3 separate regions of the Sus scrofa genome follow, and regions 1 and 3 are each linked to region 2. The links are chromatin contacts, called in public Hi-C and HiChIP or PLAC-seq maps. All regions are on one chromosome and are shown on one strand. Each heading gives the region's core, a stretch centred on a gene start, on an enhancer-like site or on the middle of the called end of the contact. The rest is flanking DNA. Distances are from core to core; before and after follow the strand shown.

Region 1 (4,216 bases), core at 1,447-3,946, 390 kb after region 2:
CTGACCATGGCAGCCCCAACAGGGGTTTCAAGATCAAGGTCCCAGCACCAGGGGGTAGTGACAGCAGTGGCAGTTTCTTCAGACAGCACAGGATATGGTTTTGGGCATTGCTTAACCTTGAGTCTGGCTTTTCAGCCCTCACAACGACATTGTGAGCTACTCAATAGCTCTTTTAAAAACTTGGAGTTCTCCTGAGGCTCAGCGGGTTAAGAATCTGGCATCATCACTGCAGGGGCTTGGGTCACTGCTGTAGTGTGAGTTTGATCCTTGACCTGGGAGTCTCCAAATGCCATGCTGTGAGAATGGTGGCAAAAAACAAAAAACAAAACAAAAAACCCCCCACAACACACCACCACCACCACCACTGTGCTTGCTTCTTAATCATCAGAATCAGCTTCAATTGCAATACAGAACTCATTATAGAGCCCCCAACTGGTATACTGGGATATTTTTCCTCAAGGAAGAGGATTTGGGATTTATTTTTTTCTTACTATTTAAAAAAAAAATCTTCTATCCTTATGAGTTCTCACTTCCTTTTTTTCCCCCCAGCTTATTTTCTTGTTCTTTTTCTCTTTATCAAGGAGACTACTGTCTTACCCTGGGTTCCCCAGAAAATAGAGCCTGTGTCAAAGGCTGACATGCTAACACTTCGTTGGGTTTGTGCAACAAGAGAAACCAGGTTGATGGAAAAAGTGAGTCGGGGAGGGAGGAGAACAAAGGTAAGAAGGTGCATTACTGAGAGGCTCACAGTTTTGTCACCAGGGTGGCTCACTGCTGGGGCTCATCTTCGAGAGGCTGTATGAACTACTCTGTCTTGGAACATCCCTCAGAAGAAGGTGAGGAGAATTTACCCACTGGGTTCTTCCAGTCCCCAGTCTCCTGTGGTTCAAAGTCCCTCCTCCCCCACCCACGGCACTAGCCTTTTACTTGCAGGCAGCATGACTTGGCCTTTAGGGAAACCAGAGCCTCCTGGGCCCATCTGGCCACTGCCTAGAGTGGCCTGTCTCTCTCTTTCTGTCTGTGCTACAGTCTGTAATGCAGTCAATGGCAGAGACCACGAGCTGGCTTAATGACCAGAGAATAGCTTTCTCTTCTTTGTAAAGCCCTCTATCTAGGAACCAAGGCAAGTGACTTGGGGGTAAGGCTGCTAAGTAGTGGAGTCGAGGGGAGAAGACCAGAGATTTGGGATGGCGCACAAACTAGGTCTAGCACATTCCATCCCTGGCACCATTCAGATCCACTTTCACCCTCTTGTAACATATGGAGCACATACAAGAACAAGATGGCTTCATTTCTTCCCCAACAGGGGAAATGCCAGTCTGTCCTTCAAGGCAGTAGCTGTGGCAGCGCCTGGAAGATGTGTAAAGAGGGTTAGCAAATCCTTTGCAGCTGTAGCTCCTCCCAGGGTCATCATGTATATGCATCATCTTCCTCGTCTCCCATCCATTCTCCAGCTTCCCCCCGCCTGGACATCACTTCAACTGACATGTGTTTCTTGCCTGGTGAGACAACCTAGACCTTCCTCTTCAAGGAGTCTGAACTCTTACTTGCCTTGCCCTTGTCTAACTGTGGTTGCTGCCATTACTCTCTTGCCCGGAAGCCCTAAGAGATGCTCCGGGGATTCCCAGGTTCCAGTTGTTCCCACTGTGTAGCAGCTACCCATGCTCCTCACACTACAGAGTGGCTTCTCTCAGCCCAGAGAGTTTCTTTTGTTGCCTGCTAATCCACTGGCAGGAAGACCCCTAATGGCCAGGAGGTAGTCCTCTATTCCTAGAGCAACCACCCCATATAAAAGCCCCAGTTTCAGTGCATAGACGATATTCTGCAGAGTGACACCTAACCCGAAGGCATCTCTAACCTAGGGCCTTAACTAAACCTTGGACAGGCCATTCTACCCTTCTGTCAGGCTGATTGCTTTGGGTGATGGTGTAAATCCTTGCTACTCAAAAGTGTGTGTGTATGGACGGGATCAGCAATCATCAGCTTGATAGAAATGCAGAATCCCAGACCACGCCAGATCTACTGAAACAGAATCTGCATTTCAACAAGAGTCCTAGGTGATTTGCATGCACATCAGAGTTTGAGAATTGCTGTACATAAAAAGACCAACAAATCATGTTCACTGAAACAGGGTAATGCCTGGGAACAGAGGGAGTAAGGGGGTGACAGGTGGGGAGGAAGAGTGGGGTACAGGGTGTGGCTGTGGATCTGGAGCAATGCTTAAACTGAATTATGTACAAGTACCAAGTTCTTTCCATTTATTTGTTTTCTTCCTTTTTTTTTTTTTTTTTTTTTTTTTTTGGCTGCACCTGCAGCATGCAGAAATTTCCAGGCCAAGGATTGAACCTGCACCACAACAGCGACCTGAGCCACTGCAGTGACAACGCCAACCTGCCGTGCCACAAGGGGACTCCGAGTTCTTTCCATTTATTGACAAAAGTTACTTAATTTAAAACAAGGTGCTGAAATTTTTTTTTTTTTTTTTTTTTTGAGGCAACCAGCTTCCAAGGTTTATGGTAGAAGCAAGATCGAGTGCATGTTTGCGGTCTAGTCTGGGTCCAGTGAGAGCCCAGCCACCAGAGGCCCAGGGTCCAGGAGTTACGGTCAGAAGGAAAGCAGTAACATCTGGGAGCACTTGACTTATGCAAATCCAAGGACTTCCTGAGGAAGAGGCTGCGCCTGCCCTCGTGAGGGTGCTTCAACCTCATTGCTCCACCGCTCAGAAAGCTGAGGGGGAGGAAATAAGAGGGCTGAGTCCTTCCTTCCCCAAACGCTAGCAGAGGAACCTAGGGCACGAGAGAATCCTTGTGGGACCAACAACCCCCCAGCTGGAACACTACTGACCCAGAAGAGCGAAGCCTGCTGGGCCGTCCATGTCTCAAGACTCTGACCCACCTGCACCCCGGGGAGCCAGCAAAGAAAAATACCAGTGTACCTATGGGGTCCTAGAAATGAGAAAGAACCACCCTCACACAGACAACAGCCCGTATGAAGGTACTGGAGGAGAAAGAAGATAATCTGAACAGAAGTCAGTGATGAAAATAACACCCGAAGGAGCCACAAATACAGTGCAATGTGTGCGCAGGCAGGCGCGCGCGCGCGCGCGTGCGCGCACACACACACACACACACACACACACACGAGAAACTCATGTTCTGGATCAATGGGAAATCTCATATTCAGACTAAAAAACCTCGGGAGATGAGTCAAGGGAGAGGACAGTTACGGCTTAAACGTGACAGGGAAGATCAAATGGAAAAAAAAACCCCACAAGTCAGAAATTCAAAGAGATGGAAATAAGGTGAAATAAAAGAAGTTGGGGGAATGATGTCAGTAACCAAATATCTGCGTAACTGAATGACTCAATATTGGAAGTGTAATTATTGGAAACATGGAAATTTATAAAATGGGGGGAATGGGGGAGTTTCCTTTGTGGTGCAGTGGGTTAAGGACCCGGCATTGCTGCAGCTGTGGCATAGGTTGAACCTGCAGCTGGGATTCGATCCCTGGTCTGGGAACTTCCATATGCCATAATGACGCAATGGAGGAAGTTTTCCTGAAGAAGTCTTGATCAGAAGATTTGAAAGGTTCACAGGCTTCCAAACAGAGCTTATAAAAACTAATACGTACCTTCAGGCACAGACTGAGAAAAATGAACTCCAAGTATATATACCAAGCTTACCAGCCTTCAGAGAGGGAAAATAAGTAACTTACAAAGAAAATCAATGAGGCTGGCATTGGACTTCTCATCTGCAATCCTGGAAGCAAACGATGATGTAATGTTACCTACAGACTTTTGAGGGGGAAAAGGAAGCCTAAGGGAAAGATGAATAATAACATGGGACTATAGGTGGTGCAGGATCTCAGCCTGGAACTTGGGGAGGGGCAGGTGGAGATGAAGAGTAAGAGCATTAAATCTCTTTGGGGGCTGGGAAGCACGGAGATGTGAAAGTATTATAATGGGTCATCTTTTTCTTTTTCTTTGTAGGGCTGTATCTATGGCATATGTAAGTTCCCAAGCTAGGGGTTTGAATCAGAGTGGTAGCTGCTGGCTTACATCACAGCTACAGCCACAGCCACACTGGATCAAGCCACATCTGCAACCTATACCAGAGCTTGTGACAACACTGGATCCTTAACCCACTGAATGAGGCCAGGGATCTAACCTGCATCCTCATGGACACTAGTTAGGTTCTTAACCCACTGAGCCACAATG
Region 2 (3,958 bases), core at 1,038-3,537:
AAGGGAACTCCCATTGTAGAATGGTTGATGTCTTCCTCCCGGAGGTAGTGGGGTCCAAGGACAGATGCGAGACCCATTCAGGGTCTGTTGATCATGGATCCTAACTGGAAGTGGGGAGTGCAGGGAGGTGATGGTGAATCTGTGGCTTAGAGCCAGGCAGTTTTGGTCTTGGTGCAAAAGGCAGATGGCACAAGTGGCCTCTACCCACCAGATGCCAGTATCATCCTCCTTCCAGTTGTGACAAACTAAAATGTCTCTGAGTATTGCCAAATGTTCCCTGATGGGCCACACTGCCCCCCACTTGAGAACCACTGCTCCAATGCAACAAACATACAGACAGGTCAGCCCATCACAAGTGTACATTACAATATAGTTTCACAAACTGAACACAACTGTAACCAGCATCCAGATCAAGAAACAAAACATCACCGGCATCCTAAAAACCCCCGCATGCCCTCTTGTAATCACTGCCTCTTCATCCCAAGAGTTACTATCATCATTTATAACAGCTTAAAGATACATTTTTTTTTTTTTTGCTTTTTAAGGGCTACCCCAGAAGCATACAGACGTTCCCAGGCTAGGGGTCGAATTGGAGTTGCAGCTGCTGGCCTACACCATGGCCACAGCAACGCTGGATCCTTAACCCAGACAGCAAGGCCAGGGATGGAACCCTCATCCTCATGGACACTAGTTGGGTTTGTTACCACTGAGCCACAACTGGAACTCCTTAAAGATAGACTGTGACTATTTTCACGTTAGTTAAACAGTATTTTACAGGCATATACCTTGGAGTGGAATTGCTGGCTAGACAGGTATGTGTAAGTTCAACTTTAGCAGATGTGACCAAACAATTTTCCAAAGCGGTTCTGCCCATCTATATTCCCACCAGCAATGCATGAGATTTTCCAGGATCCTCCTTGAGGCCTCTTTCCATTACATGCAACGTCCAATCCAGCAGCAGGCCCTGTAGGTTCTACTTCCAAAATGTATCTGGAATCAGATGACTGCCACCATCCTAGCCCAGCTAACAGTACCTCTTACCTGGGGGTCTGCAGAAACCTCCTCATCAGACTCTCAGCCTCTACGCCTGCCCTTAGTTGAGTTTTCACCCAGCAGCCAGAGTGACCCCGTTAACATATAAGTCAGATTACTTCATTTTCCCGACTCAAAAACTTCTCACGGGTTCCCTGGTAGATTAGGAAAGAATCCAGATGCCTCCCTGAAGCCTTAGGATCTGCCTTCTTCTCCTCCCTCATCTCCTCACCACCACGCTTTTCGCTCACTGTTCCAGACACACTGGCCTTCTTGCTGCTCCCTAAACCATCCAGGCCTCTTTTCACCCCGGGGCCTTTGCACTTGCTATTTTCTCTTCAAGAGAGCTCTTCCCCCACATCTCTGCTTAATTGGCTCCTTCTCATTAGTGAAGTCTCAGGTTAAATATTCCATCTTCTGAGAGGTCTTCTCAGACCATGCCCTAAAGCAGTTCTTCCCTCTACTCATTATCCCTGGGCCTCCTCTTCTTCCTCTTCTTCCTCCTCTTCCTCCCCTCCTTCCCCTCCTCCTTCCTCTTCTTCTTCTTCTTCTTCTTCTTGTCTTTTTGCCATTTCTTGGGCTGCTCTCGCAGCATATGGAGGTTCCCAAGCTAGGGGTCTAATTGGAGCTGTAGCCGCAGGCCTACGCCAGAGCCACAGCAACGTGGGATTTGAGCCGCGTTTGCAACCTACACCACAGCTCATGGCAACGCCGGATCGTTAACCCACTGAGCAAGGGCAGGGACTGAACCTGCAACCTCATGGTTCCTAGTCGGATTCGTTAACCACTGCGCCACGATGGGAACTCCTCACCTTTTCTTCTTAACATATACAACAATCTCAAATTATCTTGTTTATGCGTTTGCTCACTTATCATCTCTCTCCTCTCACACATTAGGACTTAAGCCACACGAGGGAAGGAAGCCAGTGGGTCTCATCCAGTGCTGTATCCCCAGAGCCTAGCACCAATGCCTGAAACACAGGTGAGCTGTCAAGATGTGCTGAATGAATGAGTGTGAATGAAACCCAGATGTTTAGGAGACCCCAGCAGAGGAGCGCCGGTTCCAGGAGCCACATGCTGGGGTCCCTGGTACAGGGAAAGCTCTCAGCAGCGAGGGGGATCCTCAAGCGGTTCCAGTGGAATTGAGAGTCCAGGGCCTCAGAGCTAAGTGATGAGATACAGAGCCTCAGCACAGCGGGCACTAGGACCCTGCGCGGCGCCGCGGCCGGCGGGGGGCGGCCGGCGTGGAGGGGGAATCCGCTCTTTCAGCCTTCAGGAGCCGGGCTGCGGCCACTTGTGCAATCTGGGCCCGTTCCGCGGCCGCCCGGCCCCTTTCCGCACCATGAGCCGCAGGTTCACTGTCACTTCACTGCCACCCGCGGGCCCTGCCGGGACCTCTGACCCGGAGTCCCAACGGCATCCAGCAGCCGGTCTCCGCCACCTCTCTGGGGAAGACGCCAAAGGTAGAGGCCGCAGGGGGGCGGGGCCTACCGATATGGGGGCGGGGCTATGGAGGGGAGTGGGGGGGCCCCCCTTGGTGGGCAGGTCTTGTAGGGAGGGGCGGGGCCATGGCGGGGTGGGGTAGGGTCCCAGCCGAGGGCCGGAGAAAGGAGAGCGAGTTGGGACCTAGGAAAGTGGGGTAAGGCTGGTGGAGGGGAAATGATGAAGGGAGGGGCCAGAATAGCGGTGGGCGGGGACACAGAGAAGAGGGTGGGGCTAGAGTTGAAGGGGAGGATCTTGTGATGTAGGGGCTAAGACCTAGGGGGCTGGGCCGGAGGGCAGTAAAGGGGCGGGGTCACATCGGATAGGAGGCGGGACCAGAGAGGGAGAAGGTGGAACCAGGAAAAGGGAGGGCCGTGTGGGTGGGTCCAGAGCCAATGGGACGAGGCAGGACCAGCTTGGGTTTGGGGGTAGAAAAGGGCGGGACCACAGAAGGGGTTGGGCCAGCAGTATAGGGGTAGAGTGGCGGGCAGCAGGAAAAATGAGTTCCGCTGGGTCGCCGGGTCATTGGTGCCTGGCGGATCCTTCAGTCCTCAGCCACCCGGGAGGCGTCGCTGCCAGCGCCTGGGGAATCCCGGGAAGGAGACGGGAGAAAAGAGAAGTTTGGACCCCAGACAGCTAGATCCTGGGAGGCTCCTTTGGCGACTCCAGTCCCGACCTTTTGGGACTCAGCTCCCTCTACTCCTGCTCCACAAGCAGTGGGTGGTGCCAGCACTAGAGTAATGGATTAGGGGCGTCTTCCTGGAGGGCCCAGGGCAGTGGTCACGTCATGGAAGTTACATACAGGGTACAGAAGAGAGAGGAGGGAAAGGATCCTTCTAGCCTTCGGTGAAGAATTAGCATCCTGGATGCACACACAGTTTTCTCCGCAAGGGCCACCTGTCAGGGGTTCCCCTCCCTGACTCTGGGCCCCTCAGGTCTGGAAGGAACGTGGAGAATCGGCTCCAAATGGCCCCAGAGCAGGGAGGAGAAAGAGCCTCCCCAGGCCTCCAGGGGTCGCTGCTGAGCCGCAGGTGAGCTCACCCCGATTCCAGCAAAACTGAGCACCAAAAACCCTTTAGGGGTTTCAAACTTTGGCAAACCTCCTCTTTGGGCAGATGACTGAACTGAGGCCTAGATTTCTGGAAGGCTCCAGTCCCGTGAACCAGCCACCTCCTGGACGTGGTCACTAGGAATTTTAGGGCTCTTTTCTTTCTTCATCTTTCCCATAATCTGCCCTTTAATCACTTTCAGGAATGTCCTTACAGCCTTACAGATTTAAAAGTCAGAACTCTAGGAGCCATCCTCAACCCCTTCTTTCCTCCTACCACCAGATCTGATTGTTCCTCATGTCTCAGCCACTCCACCTTCAAACCTTATCCTGAATCTGCCCACATCTCTCCTCCTGTCACCATCACCCTGGTCCAAACTTCCATCATCTCTCACG
Region 3 (3,709 bases), core at 1,061-3,560, 380 kb after region 2:
ACCGCTGGCAGGCAGCGTAACGTTCAGAAGCTTCATGATGTACATCAGTAAAATGTAGACAACACTAATTACCTCAAAAGGCTTAAGGTGATTAAATGTCACCGGTATATAAAACTTCTAGCATTGCACACCCCCACATGTGGCTACTGAGCACTTGAAATATGGTTACCACAAGCTGAGATGGACTCTAAGAGTAAAACTCCTACCAGATTTCAAAGATTTAGTACACACACACAAATGTGGAATATCTCATTAGTATTTTTATATTGACTACATGTCAAAATAATATTATTTGGGAGTCTATTAGGTTAAGTAAAGTATATTACAAAAAGTAATTTCACCTGTTTTTTACTTTTTTAATGTGGCTACTAAAAAAAAAAAACCATTTTAAAATAACTAATTTTCTTTTCCTTTTTTTGTCTGCCCTAACACATATGGAGTTCCCAGGCTAGGGATGAGATCCTAGCCGCAGTTATGACCTGTGCTGCAGCAGCACGGGATCTTTAACCCACTGTGCCAGGCTGGGGATTGAACCCGTGTCCCAGCGTTCCAGGGACACCACCGATCCCATTGCACCACAGCAGGAACTCCTAATAATTTTTAAATTACACGTATTGATTGTATTTCTATTGGTCACCAATGGTCTAGCGCAGAGCCTAGCACGCTTTTTTTTTTTTTTTTTTTTTTTTTGCTTTTCAGGGCAGTATATGGAAGTTCCAGGCTAGGGGTCAAATTGGAGCTGTAACTGCTGGCCTATGCCACAACCACTGCAACGCAGGATCCGAGCTGAGTATACGAGCTGAGTATATGACCTACACCACAGCTCATGGCAACACTGGATCCTTAACCCACTGAACAAGGCCAGGGATCAAACCTGAATCCTCATGGATCCTAGCTGGACTCTTTATAACGGCTAAGCCACAAAGGGAACTCCCTGACACACTTTTTGTGTAGGACCTCAGGGACATGACTCACACGAACACCCTGTTCCTCCTGCCAAAGCCAAGTTTTCCATTCATTTATTTAAAACATATTTACAGTGCCTGGCCCTGTGCAAGATGCTGGAAATACAAGAAGCAAAAGCAGATACTACCTTTTTCCCTGTGAACCTTATTATCTGGTGGAAATAGACAAGCCTATTTTCAGCCATTCAAGGGTTGTGAAGGAGAAGTATACAGGGTGATGAAAGTGGGGAATTCATTTGGTGAGGGAGTCGGGCGCCAGGGATGCCTCCTGAGGAAGTGATACTTGAGTGGAGATTTGAAAGATAAAGAGGAATTTACTGGAGTAAGCCAGGCAGGGAAGATATGCCCCGGAGTAGGAAGACCAAGGGTGAAGACCCTGAGTAGGGCTGGGGCTTGGTATGTAGAAGGAACACGAAAAGGTGAGGAGAGTATTGAGCAAGAGGGGTTGGTAGACTGAGACCAGGGAGGAGAGGTCGGTGGGTTCCCCTCTCCAAGGCTTGGGAGAGGATCCGGGGCTGGCCCTGCAAGAGGTGGAAGAGGCGTAGTTGTAAGCAGCGGAGCGTCCGGATCCGAGCCCTCCGGCCAAGGGGCAAGGCCCTTGCGGATCGGCCAGAGGGCATGTGGGCAGATCTGGTTAAGACGCGGCATCGGTCCGGGTAAGAGGCGAAAGAGGGCTGAACTGACGAGCAAGCAGCGGAGATACAAGTAGACGGACTGGGGTCTACCGAGCCGGGCCGGATAGACCGGGCGGGGTGAAGAGCCTTGTCTATTGAAGGGGGTGGCGACATCGAGAGGATCTGGGCGTCTGGCGCCCGGGGCCACCCAGCCCCAAACACTCTCTGGGCGCCTATCAAGCCCCTTCCCATTCGGTCCCTCTCCCGTCTCCTCCCTCACCGTCTCGTCGCACTCCGCGTTCCACCCACCCACCCTCCTCCTCCCCTACCCCTCGACCCCTACCCGGTCCAGCCCCCGCCCCTCGAGGCCTGGCCTGCCCTCTTCCCCACCCGTAGACCCTTCCCTGTCGGGGACCCAGTGCCCCTCAGGTCCGGGGGACCTAGCTGGGCCGCGACCCCTCTGGGGCCTGTCGTACCGGCGCGGTGCAGCCCAGGCCCGCCCTCTCCAGCCCCTCGGTCCCCTGGGCAGAAGCAGGCCGCAGCTCTCCGCCCGCTTCCCGGCCCAGCCTCTCCTCCCTGCGTCCCTCAGGCCAGGCCCCGCTCCGAGGGCGGGAATGCCCGAGCCCCCGGCGCGCCCCTCACTCACCAGAACGCCAACCTAGGCCCAGCTCCCGCAACCGGGTCTCACCGCCGCCGCCGCTCCTCCAGCCTCCGCCCGCCCCACCTTCCCGGGACCCCGCCCCGCGCAGGCCGACCCGGGCTCCTATTGCTCCGCTTCGCCGTCACGCTGAACTCTCCTCCTTCAACTGGGTTGATTGCCTGTCACTCAAAGGAGGGCGGGCCCAGATGCTGAGGGGAAAAGCCGGCGATCCCCGCCCAGCTAGCGGAGGCCTCTTAAAGACATAGGCCTCCTCTGCCGCCCCAGGCTATGGGTTCTGGAGGAATGGGATTTCTCCTCAAATTCAAGAGGCATTACCAGCCCCCCACCCCACCCAAACTTTTCTTTTGGCACTGCCTGGGTTCCTTGTGATAAATCAGAGCTTTTGAGGGCTCAGCTGTCCTCTGGTGGCACTAAGCCCTGTGCCCGGCGGGCATGTAACGCACTCATCAGTGGGATAACTGTGGCTTGAAGAACTGAGTGGGAAGTGACAGTCATGTCAGAGGCTGTGAGCAGCCGCGGCTGCTCACCACCGAGTTGGAGCTAATTATACCGGCACCCAGGGCTGACCGTGGGCGCTGAGCAGAGGCAGAGGGGTACAGCTCAGCTGTACTGTTGGTAGGGACCCGTGGGAGGTGGTATTCGTCACTGCACCTGCAGATCGGAACAAGGCCAGGCACTGCGCCAGGGCCTCGCGCTCGCTCGTGCTATCTCCATTTACACTCACAGCAACTCTGATGTAGGTATTACGCTGATCCTCTGATGGCAGACTTAGTGATGGGCTGAGCAAGATGCCAGCCTGTGCCTGTTTGATTCTAAAGTTTATGCTTTAACCTTTTTTTGGTCTCACAGATCCTTACAACCACAATGGATGGTGGGTATTTTGTTGCCTCTTTTACCGACCCTCAGCTGGAGAGGCTAAATAAGGAAACTCTTACCCAGCAAAGAAACTAAATGACAGCTCCCATTTAGATGGTGCTTCTGTCAGGAAAGCATCAGAAAAGCAGTTTTACATATGTTGTTTCATTTGATCCTCAAAATATCTTCGAAGTGAAGATGATTCTTATTAGTCCTATTTTACTGGTGAATACAGTGATGCTCAGGGAGGGTGAGGTTTAGGAATAGATAACATTGCCACTGCCCTTGCAGAAGTCATCAGTTTATTTTCCATAAATGACCATTGGAAATACTTTTGGCCATACAACCTCTGTCAAAACTATTCAGCTGTGCTGTTATAGCCTGAAAGCAGCCACAGACTATATGTAAGCCAATGCGTGTGGCTGGATTCCAATGCAACTTTATTTACAAAAATAGGCAGTGGCCTGTGGCTATAATTTGTCCACTCTTAGTCTACAGGGCTGTGGATACAAAAGTGTTTAATAGACTTTTGCTTTGTGGGATTCTCACAGCAACCTTGTTATTATTCACACTTTGTTTTTCTTTGTACAGCCTCATCTGTGGCACATGGAAGC

What was found. A called contact is a pair of places that touch in the nucleus more often than the background predicts. HiChIP or PLAC-seq counts read pairs in DNA pulled down with a chosen protein or histone mark.
Region 1: a contact with region 2 is called in an H3K27ac HiChIP or PLAC-seq map of alveolar macrophages. The contact joins the enhancer-like site here to the promoter of SLC12A5 in region 2. A contact is called at or near these places in 11 of 47 Hi-C or Micro-C datasets (adipocytes, alveolar macrophages, blood and 8 more) and 1 of 2 datasets of contacts at active chromatin or transcription factors (alveolar macrophages).
Region 3: a Hi-C map of embryonic fibroblasts shows a contact between it and region 2, with 2.6 times the contacts expected there. The contact joins the promoter of ELMO2 here to the promoter of SLC12A5 in region 2. A contact is called at or near these places in 9 of 47 Hi-C or Micro-C datasets (adipocytes, alveolar macrophages, blood and 6 more) and 2 of 2 datasets of contacts at active chromatin or transcription factors (alveolar macrophages and skeletal muscle).

Annotation. Positions count from the first base shown.
Region 1 is chr17:48,584,060-48,588,275 of Sscrofa11.1, forward strand. No RefSeq gene overlaps it. Among named protein-coding and RNA genes, the nearest start is that of ELMO2, 19 kb to the left of the region's middle. Within about 2 kb of position 2,697, at least 1 of the 83 cell types and tissues checked has an H3K27ac peak or open chromatin away from gene starts, as enhancers often do. A contact at or near this core is called in alveolar macrophages, where this site is marked.
Region 2 is chr17:48,189,785-48,193,742 of Sscrofa11.1, forward strand. It overlaps SLC12A5 (solute carrier family 12 member 5), which reads left to right and starts at 2,288. Exons shown (of 26, transcript XM_021078314.1): 1 at 2,288-2,495. The coding sequence starts at 2,375.
Region 3 is chr17:48,565,352-48,569,060 of Sscrofa11.1, forward strand. It overlaps ELMO2 (engulfment and cell motility protein 2), which reads right to left and starts at 2,311. Exons shown (of 21, transcript XM_021078300.1): 1 at 2,226-2,311.